Regions from separate parts of the Gossypium hirsutum genome. Here region 1 is linked to region 2. The links are chromatin contacts, called in public Hi-C maps. All regions are on one chromosome and are shown on one strand. The core of a region is the stretch at or near the end of the contact, and the rest is flanking DNA. Distances in the headings are between cores, read along the strand shown.

What was found. A called contact is a pair of places that touch in the nucleus more often than the background predicts.
Region 1: a Hi-C map of leaf shows a contact between it and region 2, with 1.9 times the contacts expected there. The contact joins the promoter of LOC107950395 here to the promoter of LOC107950408 in region 2. A contact is called at or near these places in 4 of 34 Hi-C or Micro-C datasets (all in leaf).

The regions. Positions count from the first base shown.
Region 1 is chrD03:5,981,982-5,987,509 of Gossypium_hirsutum_v2.1, reverse strand. LOC107950395 (FCS-Like Zinc finger 6) reads left to right here and starts at 1,879. Exons shown (of 3, transcript XM_016885241.2): 1 at 1,879-2,441; 2 at 2,765-2,878; 3 at 3,181-3,612. The coding sequence starts at 2,128. The coding sequence ends at 2,846. LOC107950396 (a long non-coding RNA gene) reads right to left here. Exons shown (of 5, transcript XR_005911112.1): 4 at 4,928-4,963; 5 at 3,181-4,814.
Region 2 is chrD03:5,798,443-5,804,235 of Gossypium_hirsutum_v2.1, reverse strand. It overlaps LOC107950408 (GPI ethanolamine phosphate transferase 2), which reads left to right and starts at 2,176. Exons shown (of 17, transcript XM_016885250.2): 1 at 2,176-2,419; 2 at 2,546-2,639; 3 at 2,753-2,797; 4 at 2,898-3,065; 5 at 3,314-3,398; 6 at 3,495-3,601; 7 at 3,695-3,775; 8 at 4,747-4,799. The coding sequence starts at 2,295.

The sequences.
Region 1 (5,528 bases), core at 630-3,129, 180 kb before region 2:
CAAATTAAGAAGCTGATAAAAAGCCACCCACTTTCTAAGAGAAACTGTTGATGGCTGGTGGAGTTTCAGCGACGATAGGCAATGTCATTTGTCTATCACAACTTGTGAAGACAGCAGAGACATCCACAAAATAGATCTGCAAACTAAAAGAGAGAAAACACATGGAGTGACTGAGAATAAGAAAAAAAAAACGAGGAAATTGATGGGAGGGAGAGAAAAAAGGTGGGCAGTAGCCGGCCCAAAAGCTAACATCGCGGTTAAGCAAAACAAAATAGAAAAAATAATCAGACTTAGAGAAAAAAAGGAGAATTTTAAAAAATAATAATATTTAGCATTTAAAAACATTCACATAAATTTAATTAAAAAAATGGAATCTTTAATAAATAAGAAGTTAAGAGTTAGTTATGATATACATAATTAAATTTTAATATTTAAAAATAAAGTAATTATATAATTTTCTTTTATATTTCTTGCTTATGAAAAAATAAAAAATAAATTAATATAAATTTTAACGTTTTTCCTCTATAAGTGTCAAACCTTCCTTTTAAATAAATTTATTTAACTAAATATTTAAATAAAATAAAATTTTTATTTATAAATGTTATAAATCTTATGAATAGCAAAGAAAATTTTAAAATGGTAAAATCAATAATACAATGAACAACAAACGATTAATTTGTTTAAAAGTTTCTCTAACCTAACGTTTATATATATATATATATATATATCATTTTTGTTCATTCTTTTCAATCGAATTAGATCTATATAACTGCAACATTTATTAAGATATGATTTAAGCTCAATTTAAGTCAAATTAGATTAAATCGTACTATTAAATTAAGGAAACTCAAATTATCGTGACAACTAAAACCAAACCTAAATTTAATTTCAATGAAATTTGAGATTAATTAAACTCCAAATTACGTTAGATTTGATATTAAAAGCCTAGGAATTTTGTAGTGATTTCCCAACTTGTCAACATTGTAGCATTTGGACCATGATTTAAGGCTAAGTTATATATTATAGACTGTAGTGGGTGTACCTCAAAATTCTAAAGAAAAAGTGCGAAATTAAAGATCCCCTAATACTAAGAAACAAAGTTCATTGAGTTGAATGAATTATATTTAAGATATTTAACTAATTATAATCCATTGTTAATCAAATTGTATCTTTTAGAAACCAATGTTATATATTTAAATTTGTAAAGATTATATTTTTATATTTAAAATATAATTTATATACTCAAATTAAGTTTTACAAATAATTATTTTTTTTAAAATTTTTAAATTTCATATTTCATATATCAAAATACTAATAGTAGGTTACAATAAATTTGTTGATACACAGGATCAACAGAGACAAAGGAGGAGGAGAGGGGGTGGTGTCGAGGGAGGCCGGTTCACCCACTCTAGAGTTGAAAGCCAAAAAAGTAAATAAACTTAGGATGAATGCTTAACGTATCAGGGTCTAGAAAAAAAAAGAGTCTTTATTTTTTTTGGCTTTCAACCCTAGAGTGGTTGAACTGATCTTCTTCGATACTGCCCCTCTCCTTCTCATTTACCTCCATTGATACTATGTATCAACAAAATTATCTTTTATTGAAATGTCACAAATTTAAATGTCATTTAAATATATATTTTATTTTATTTCTTAAAAACATTTTTAACACCAACATCAAACATTTAAAACTTAAATTAAAGCTTTAAAAGTGTTATTATGAAATTGGAATTCCTAAGTTTGGTAGAGAGATGAAAAAGGAGTAGGTGTGTTCCAAAGGTGAGAAAAGAAAGATGGGACATTAGCAACAAAATGTCAAGGCTTGTAAAAGCAATGCCAGCAACCCGACACGTAGCAATAATGGACTTTTATATAATTAAATAACTAACCTTCCCAAAACTCCAAAAGAATCTCTTTCGTATTTAAAAACTTCCAGCTGAGGGTGCCAAAGATTCCCTCGATTCTTCCCTAAAGGTTAAAATATGCATAATCAACCATGTTTTACATTTCAATCCTCTCACCCTTAATTTATCTCCCCCACCTCGCTTTTCCTTCCGTTCCCACTCTCTTTGCTATTCACTAGAGCAAAAACAAGAGAGAAAGCCAATACGCATACATATATATAGCAGGATGATGCTCGGAAAACGCTCACGTCAGTCGATCAAGAGGACGACAAGCATGACGGGCATCACCGTCGATGTCGTCGACCACCACCAAGACCCAATCATATCCCATCCTCCCCCTCAAATCCACCCTTTGCATGAATCCCCCGACGCTAACTCCCGTTACGATCAACGCTTCTTGGCCATGGTGTCGCCCAGAAACCCAGCTTCTTTTACTAGCCATGTCATCGACAGCGGCACCACTGCCGCTGCTCCTTTTTTGCGAGCTTGTTGGCTTTGTAATCGCCGCTTAGCTCCTGGTCGTGACATATATATGTATAGGTATTCTTCTCCTTTCATCCAGTTTCATTTATTTTCTTTTAAATTTTATTGAAAATTCAGATCATATATATTAAGATTGAATCTAAAGTTGTATGAACAAGAAAAGAAAGAGAAAAAAATTATATTTCTCTTTCTTTCCATCCAAACAACATTTAAACCTCCCTTAGAACTCCGTCTTTGCTTCTTACCTTTTTTTAAAAAATTTATATTAATATATGGTATCTAGAAGTTATATGTAGAATTATAATTATTAACAGAGAATTAAAGCCAATATTTGGGTTGAATTATTTGTCAAATAATGAAAAAGAATAACATTATTGCAGGGGGGATACAGCGTTTTGTAGTCAAGAGTGTAGAGAAAAACAGATGAAGCAAGATGAAAGAAAAGAAAAGCTAAACGGCTAGAGTTGTTTGAACCAAATTCTAACAGATTATTTGTAAGTTAAGTTAAACAAAATATATCTTATAGAAACAAGATTTAGTTTTTATGAGTATAACATATTTAGTATTTATTAACATAATATATTTGACTTTGATTAAAATTAAGTTTTTTTCTACCTATATCAAAATTCTCTTGTAATTATTCGAATTTGACATAATGAATTTTCTTCTCCTTTGCCCATGATTTTTTCTTGAAACGGTTTATACATAAAAATCTGTATGTTATTTATTTATTATTTTTTTCGATATATTATCATTACTAACGTTCTATTTTCACATAAACATTAATACTTCAAAGAAAGAAGACCGCCATGCCCATTCCTCTTCAACCACCACCTCCTCCAAGACTTCTAAAGCGAAGCTTGTGATTGCTGCTTGAACTTTGAAGAAAGTAGATGAATGAGTAATTTCGATAGGAATTAAGCCAAAATCCAAACCCAGCCAGCCTCAGTAGAAGAAGAGTAGAAATCAATGGGCTTTCGTCATATATAATCGTGGGTGCAGTTAAATTATTATAAAGAAGTGGATGGTGATGCAAATAGCCAAAGCTTTGAGGTTCTTATATATGGATTCCAATGTTATAACACTTTCTTATATAGTTTCCTTTTTTTACTACCACCATCACTACTTCCACTATATATTCAACCCATCAATTATTAATGTCACAAACAAATGAATCATTACAATAAAAGAAAATCTCATCTTTAAATTATAATTTTCTTTATCAAAATCTAATGTCAAACATAACTTTATATTTATCACCTTAATTCTATTCAAATTGTTGCCATTTTAGTACAATGAACAAAGTTAAAGATTTTCACTGAGAAAAAAAAATTGGATTAATTAGAAAATCTCAAACTTGGGACTTTACCTTCTTTTTTCTTTTTTTACTTTTAACTATTTTATATCTTTAATTTTCTCATGCATATTTTCTTTGTTTTGTTTTTTTCATTTTAGCGTTACCAAATAAAATAAAAGTAAAGGTGTAAAGAGTTGAAAATTAAGTACTAAATTTTTAATATTAAATTTTATAATCATTGAATTTATATTATAAAATTATTTGATATATTATTAAAAGTTAAACACTAAATGTAATTATTTTTGCTTGATAATAGTATATCGTTATTTTTGAAAAATCATTATTTTATAATTTTAATCTTACTAATAATGTCTAATTTAAACTTACATTTAAACCTTATGAATAATTAAGGAAAAAGAGCCAAGAGTGCTTTGCTTAGAATCCTAGTGAAAGTAGTAACTACTGCCGCTTGGGATGGAGGAAACTGGTGGCGACGATAGGGTGGGAGGCGATGAGATCTCCCTTCTAGAAGAAGAACTCATCCAATTATATGTTAAGTGTTCGATGGTGGTACCAAACGTGAAACCAACTCTGCTTTGCACAATATGGACAGAAAAAATCCTAAAATCCGGATAGTTTTAGGGCACAGATGAAAAGCATCTAAAAGACGAGGAAAAAATTTGAGATTCAGTTGGCAGGGCAAAATCTTTTTCTAATTGTGTTTCATACTGAAGAAGATCTAGAGATAGTTATGGAGGGATGACCATGATTGTTTTGGAAAAAGCTTGTACTGTTTGATCAGTTGGTTAAACCGATTGAAAAAAGTCAGATTTGACTTAATTCTTCCCCGTTTTGGATTAAGATCGGACCGTGTTTACCAGAATTCGACAAAAAAAATCTATTTCATGCCATTGGGGTTACTTTTGGAGGAGTAATTAAATCTGAAATCAATGGAGATTTGTGTCGCCTTAGAATCAAATTGGATGTGCAGAAACCCCTCCTTAGAGGTATTTTCGTCTCAATCGATAATTAATAGAAATCTTGGGTCTCCTTTAAATATGAGAAGTTACCAATTTTCTACTTTGGATGTGGAAGAATGGGGCATGGTTTCAAAGACTGCCTTGGGCTAACTCCTGCAGAAAAAAAAATAGAGACGATCCACTATACTCTTTAGCATTAAAATTTGAGCTAAATTTAATTGGGAAGGAGAGTGTGAAATTTAATGCACTCTAAAAATAGATGATACCTCAATGTTCTTATATAGGGGTCACGTAGATGCTACCTGAGTTTATTAAACAACCAGAAAATGAGAATGCTATGGTTTAGAGTTTACAAGATAAAATACAACCAACAGGATTAGAGAAAACGGAGAAGAAGCAGAAGGAAGGGTCTGCAATGAAGAAAATTGAAAGGTTGAATGAAAGAAATAGTATGTTGGAAGATAAATCAAATCTATTTAAGAAGACAAGATGGAAAAGAAATATCCAGTGGTCTTGATGAATCAAAGTAATGAAGACATCATAATGAGGAAGAGGAAATCTGCAGAATTAGAAATTGAAGAATGTTGTACAGGAAATCCTTACGAAGACGGACCCAAAAGAATGAAACATGAAAGAAAAGACATACAAATTGAAGCTTCTCTAGTTGTGCCGGTAGGAAACTCGGAACAAATTTGTGATCCCAACTTTTATGGATCGGCGGGTGCCAAAAGGTAAGTCGACCGGGCGTAATGAAAACTATAAGTTAGAATGTCCGTGGATTGAGGAGTCCAGGGGCAGTATGGAGGCTGCGGCATTTGCTGAAGCAGTACAACCTCCAAATGGTCTTCTTAATGGAGAAAATAATTG
Region 2 (5,793 bases), core at 927-3,426:
CCCTCAAAGATGACAGGCTCTCGATACCATTTGTTGGGGATATCAGCCAAACCAAGAAAGAAAAATGAAGTAAAGAGAAACGAATGCAAAAATTGATCAAAAAATTGAATTGCATTATTGATTTCATTAAGTCAAATATAAGTTACAAACTAGTTACCTAATATATAACTACTCCACTAATTACATTGAGAAAATACATAACTTATCTTGCACACAAAGTAAAGCTGACTTATCAGCCAAAACATCACTTAAACATCACTCAAATCAGCAAACCAGTCTTAGTGTTTCAAATAGACAAATTACAAAATGAACTAAGCTAGTTACATATTAAACAAAACATAACTGCTGCACTGGTTAAGCTTCAAAACTTCTCTATTGTTGCATTGCAGGCCAAAGTTCAACATGTTCCCATATCAATTTTAAACCCCGCAATTCAGGATGCTGACATGACTTGCTTCAGCAAATGAAACATTTTGGTCCAATGTATGTTGGGCAATGGCTAATGTAAAAGGTGGATGAATATAACAATTTCTCCTTTAAGAATAACAAGAAAAGTCCACACCTTAGCATGGTAACCAATAGCCAATTCACTGCTAGCAATGATTGAGCATAAGACATCTTTTCTTGTTTATTAATCTTCTTTTAATATCGTTTCCATCTATTGATATAAGAAAAGAGAGAGAGTAAATTTTTTATATATTAGTGATTATTTACTTAGGTGGTATATAAAAAAATGGTGTTACATTAGTGGTGGAAGGTTAATTCTCAATTTACTTCTGATAAAAAAAAAGTTAAATGGAATAAAAGCGTAAAAGTTCAAGGATAATTTGTTATTTTTCTTATATATAAGCATTTAGGGAGTTTAATAAAGACTATTTTTATCATTCATTTAATAATTATACCGCAGGTTATTCTAAAATAATGTTATTTCTATTTTGGTCCCTCTAAATTTTTTTGTCAATTTAATCACTCTAATTATGATAATTGCTCAAATTGGTTATTGCCATTAAAATTTTCATTAATCTATTAACGAATTGCTAACATGATTTTTTTTTTTACTTTTGATTGATGTTAAGTACCCTTATAACTAGTCCAAAATACTATTTTTAATTAGTTTTCATTGCTTGTTTGATAATTTCTGGACAGTTTTTTTTGTTTGGTATCATATGAGCTTTTAGAAAAATAACTAAAATCCAACACTTGTTTCCCAACTTCATTAATCCCAGTATTATAGACTCCTAGTGGATTCTCTTGTAGAAGGTGATTGCTTTCTGTCACCTTTCAAGCTCTTGTTCGGGTTCCGATGAAGGCGATGGTTGCTTTCGTTTAAGTTTATACTTTTCTGATACCTTTTCAAGCTCTTCTTTTTCGGGTTTAGCAATCTGCTTTTCGCGTTCCAATGACTGTGATGGTGGCTTTCGTTTAAGCTTATAGCTTTCTGTCACCTTTTCAAGCTCTTCTTCTTCGTGTTTATTCCTTTTGTTACTATTTTTTTTTTCGATGACGGTCATTTTTGTAGAAGTTTATAGTTTTCTTTCACTGTTTCCTTTTTCAAATTGATTATGGTAGTATGATAGTGGCTGATTTAGATTCATATGGAACTCCAAAAGATGATCAAAATCTTCCCCAAAAGCTAAATGTTCTCAACTAGGAAAAGTTAAGCATTGGAGAAAAAAAAAGAGAGTTTTGGATTAATTATTAAGAGATCCCTAAATTTAGTCAAAAGTAAAAAAAATATCACATCAATAGTCCGTTTAGGGAATTAAAGGAATTTTTACAGGATGATTAATTCGAGCAATTATCTTAATTAGAGTAATTAAATTGACAACAAAAATTAAGGTGACCAAAATAAGAATGGCGCTATTTTAGGATGATATGTGTTGTAGTTTACCCTTCCTCTAATGCACATGGATTACTTTACCTATTTTTCAATATAGGGATCAAAATGTAATTCAAGATATAATATAAGGATTGTTATGGTAGTTTTACCTCTATAATACTCAAGCTAATCGCTAGATCGATGATGAAATACTTAAATTGATTCATTATTAATACCTTAATGATTCAATTAAAACGTTTCAGAGTTTGTATACCAATTTACAATCGGGACCATAATTTGAGGATATCAATTGGAATTAACCCTTTTAAAATCGAAAAGTATGTTCAAATCTTGCATTGGCTCTCAGGCTCAGCTAATGCAAATCTGTTCATCCCCCTTTCCGTTTCTGAATTCCACTCTATTGATTTAAGGAAATTAGGGTTTTTGAACGTTTCCTAATTCAAAATCCTAAAAGATGGCGCCTCTGACTTGCACCAAACTGTCTTTAATCACCATAGCCGGAGTCGTAACTCAAGTCATCGGCCTTTCCTTTTTCGTCTTCGGCTTTTTCCCGGTAAAACCGGCTCTTCCCGGCACCAGGTAAACACTTTGTTTCATTCGAAAACGAAAGAATATCTCATTTTCAATTTGAAATCAGATCACAATTCTAAACAATTCAATTCAATTTTTTCTTTTTTTGTTTTAAATGTTTTGCTTTATCTTCAGTGGTTCGGAGAGTTTTTACGTGCCGGCATGCGACTTCGTTAGCAATCAAAGCGACACGACCTTGCCGTCCGATCAACTCAAATCATTATATCAAGTTCGTTCTAATAGAGTTTTTAATCTAAAATAAATGAAAATAAATAAATAAACGAACCGTGCCTTTCCAATTGCTTTGAAATTCTGAAGACCGTTCTTTTTTCTGTGACTTAGGAATTGTCGGGGATTCCTCCTTCGTTTGATAGACTTATTTTAATGGTAAGTTAGTTTTAGTTAGTTAGTTGCTTAGTTTGTTTCTGTTTAAAGGGTTAATTTGAGTTTTTGTTGTATAATTTACAAGGAGTTTAGTTTAGTGTAGATTGTAGACGGTCTTCCAGCAGAATTCGTGTTTGGAAAAGATGGGAAACCGCCTAATAAGCAATTTAAGGAGGCAATGCCTTATACTCAGTCATTGCTAGCCAGTGGATCGGCTATTGGTTACCATGCTAAGGCTGCCCCTCCTACTGTAACAATGCCTCGATTAAAGGTGTGGACTTTTCTGATTGTTCCTAAAGGAGAAATTGTTACATATATCCATCCTATCACATTAGCTGTTGCGCAGCATGCATGGGGCCACAAAATTTCATTTGCTTGAACAAGTCATGCCAGCATCCTGAATTGTTTGGTTTGCAACTGATATGGAAACAACTAATCTAACTCCTTTTAAAAATATATGAAGTTATATGTTTTTCTGGAATATGGTTTTGGCCTCACGGTGTTAGCTTGTGATTGTAGGCTATGGTCTCTGGTGCAATTGGTGGATTCTTGGATGTAGCATTCAATTTTAACACACAGGCTATGACAGATGACAATCTTCTTGGTTAGATTTAAAGTTACCTTGATGTTCTGTAATGCAAGAGTACGTTTTACTTTTAATGGATCTATTGAGGGGCTTCATTATTCACTCATATGGCAGGTCAGTTTTTCAAGATTGGCCGGAAAATGGTGATGCTCGGTGATGAAACATGGCTTAAGTTGTTTCCTGGGTTATTCAAAAGGCATGATGGTGTTAGCAGCTTCTATGTATTTCTCATTCTTGGCATGCAGTGTTTTATCTTTATCTGTAAAAATTATGTGAGCAGATTCCTGACTTTACATAATTTGTTATTGATACAGGTGAAGGATACTGTGCAAGTAGATCAAAATGTTTCGCGACATTTGGGAGATGAACTTAGTAAAGATGACTGGGATCTTTTGGTTAGCATTTTTTATTTTCCTTGATCTAAAAGGAAATATCTTGTAATATTGTTATATTGATGTTTGTCCCCATCTCAGTTTTTTTTTTTTTTACTTTATTATTATTATAATTGGAGAAACATAATACTCAAGACACCAAAGGTTGCCAGCTTAGGTACTCTCTAGTTTCTACTTTTCTAAGTTAAGATGTTCGTGGTTACCACTGTTTACATTCATGCTACTGTGCTGGTGCTGCCTAGGTTGGTTTCTGTGTTTTTCTTGTTCTTATTTGTCTCCATCCTGTTTGCTGAGCTTAGTTATAAATCCAATATAATTAATAAACTATTCATTGACTGCTTTGAAGATTAACTTAACATACCAATCTTAGGTGCTATGTTGGAGTTCAATATGATCAAACGTCATAGTTGAAAACCATTAATAATGTTATGCAGAGTAAGAGGGACATGAATGTAGTATGATGTCATGAAAGTACTCCAATAACTACACATCAGTTCCGGTACATTCTATATTGACAACAGTAAAATAGGCTTCACAATGCCATAAAAGAAATGGCTCTAGATTGAGCAAGAATGAGAGTAGATTTCCTGTTTGTATGGTTTTCTCTTTTTAATTTGATAGGATTTATTATGTTAGGTTGGGCCTGCTTATTGTTGCATTCTCTTCATTATTTTTACTTCCATTGCTCACCTTGATTCAGATCTATTATGTTATTATAATGTTAAGCATCAGCCTGATTGTGCCTTTGTTTTAAGCCTTCTCTGTTTCTTCTGCTAAATTAATGTTCTTGTTAAACTCTTTGTATGCTGAGAATTAGAAGCTGCTATTTGTCATGTGAAAGTTTCTCAAATTGCATTATTTGCTATATTTAGATATTCTGAAAGCTAAGTTGAAAATTGGATTGTTGAATTGTGGTTTTCTTGGTGGTATACTTTACCTCCATTGTAGCACATTTTAATTGGTGCTGTTTGCAGATTCTGCACTATCTAGGATTGGATCATGTTGGACATATTGGTGGGCGGAACAGGTATTACATTATATGATTTTACCTTTATCTTCATTTGAACTAAATTGCAGTTTTATTCTTCAATTTAGGCTACAATTGGATTCTAAGGCAATATATTCTTGATATGCATTTTCATTCTCAGCAGTTACATGGGACATTTAATCAAAACCAAAAGGAGTGATGTTTGTTGCAACAGACACATGCATAGAGAAACATGTCATTAAAACCTAAATGACTGATATTTGTTGCTATCTATACATGTATAACTAATTATGTTACACTACCTACATTTAATTATGAAAATGCAGCTTCTTGGCATGAGTTGTGTTTTACACGATGATCAATAAATTGTTTTATTTTGCCTGTTTCGTTATGGGATAAATAGGTAAATATATCCTTTTCTCTAATTTTTCCCCTATGGAGATTAATTCCTTTTCAAAGTTCTGTTCTTTGTTTGGCTTGGATCAAATTGTATTTATGGGTCTAGATGACATGCAAATTTGCTGGATAAAGTAATGACGCATACAGTAAAGAGCAATAGAACTAAAAATATAGAAATGGGTTATTACATGATCTACAATGTGAGCTTGTCAACATATTGGCGAATTTTATTTACTAAGAAGTGCAAATATATATATATATTTAGAAAATACTAAGAAGTGTAAATATAAGATTTATGTATTTGGCTAATTTATGCCTTCCATCAGCGCAGCTTTTTCTGCTTCTTTTTTTTTTTTTTTTGTGGGGGGGGGGTGGGGACATTATTTGTCATTTACTCTTTACCTAGTAGCACTGCATGTTGGATGATTCAAAAAACCAATCTCCACTTTTCCTATTAAGGCTATTTTCAGGATGCTTTGTGTTTGTGGTGTAAAATATTTTATATGTCTAGGATCGGATGCAGTGTAATTGTCAATGCAGTATCCTTATATCACCATTTGGAGCAAAATGCATGATTGAGGTGTAATGTGATTAAGGATGGTAAAACTCGACCTGCTCCAAATGGGGAGGTTTT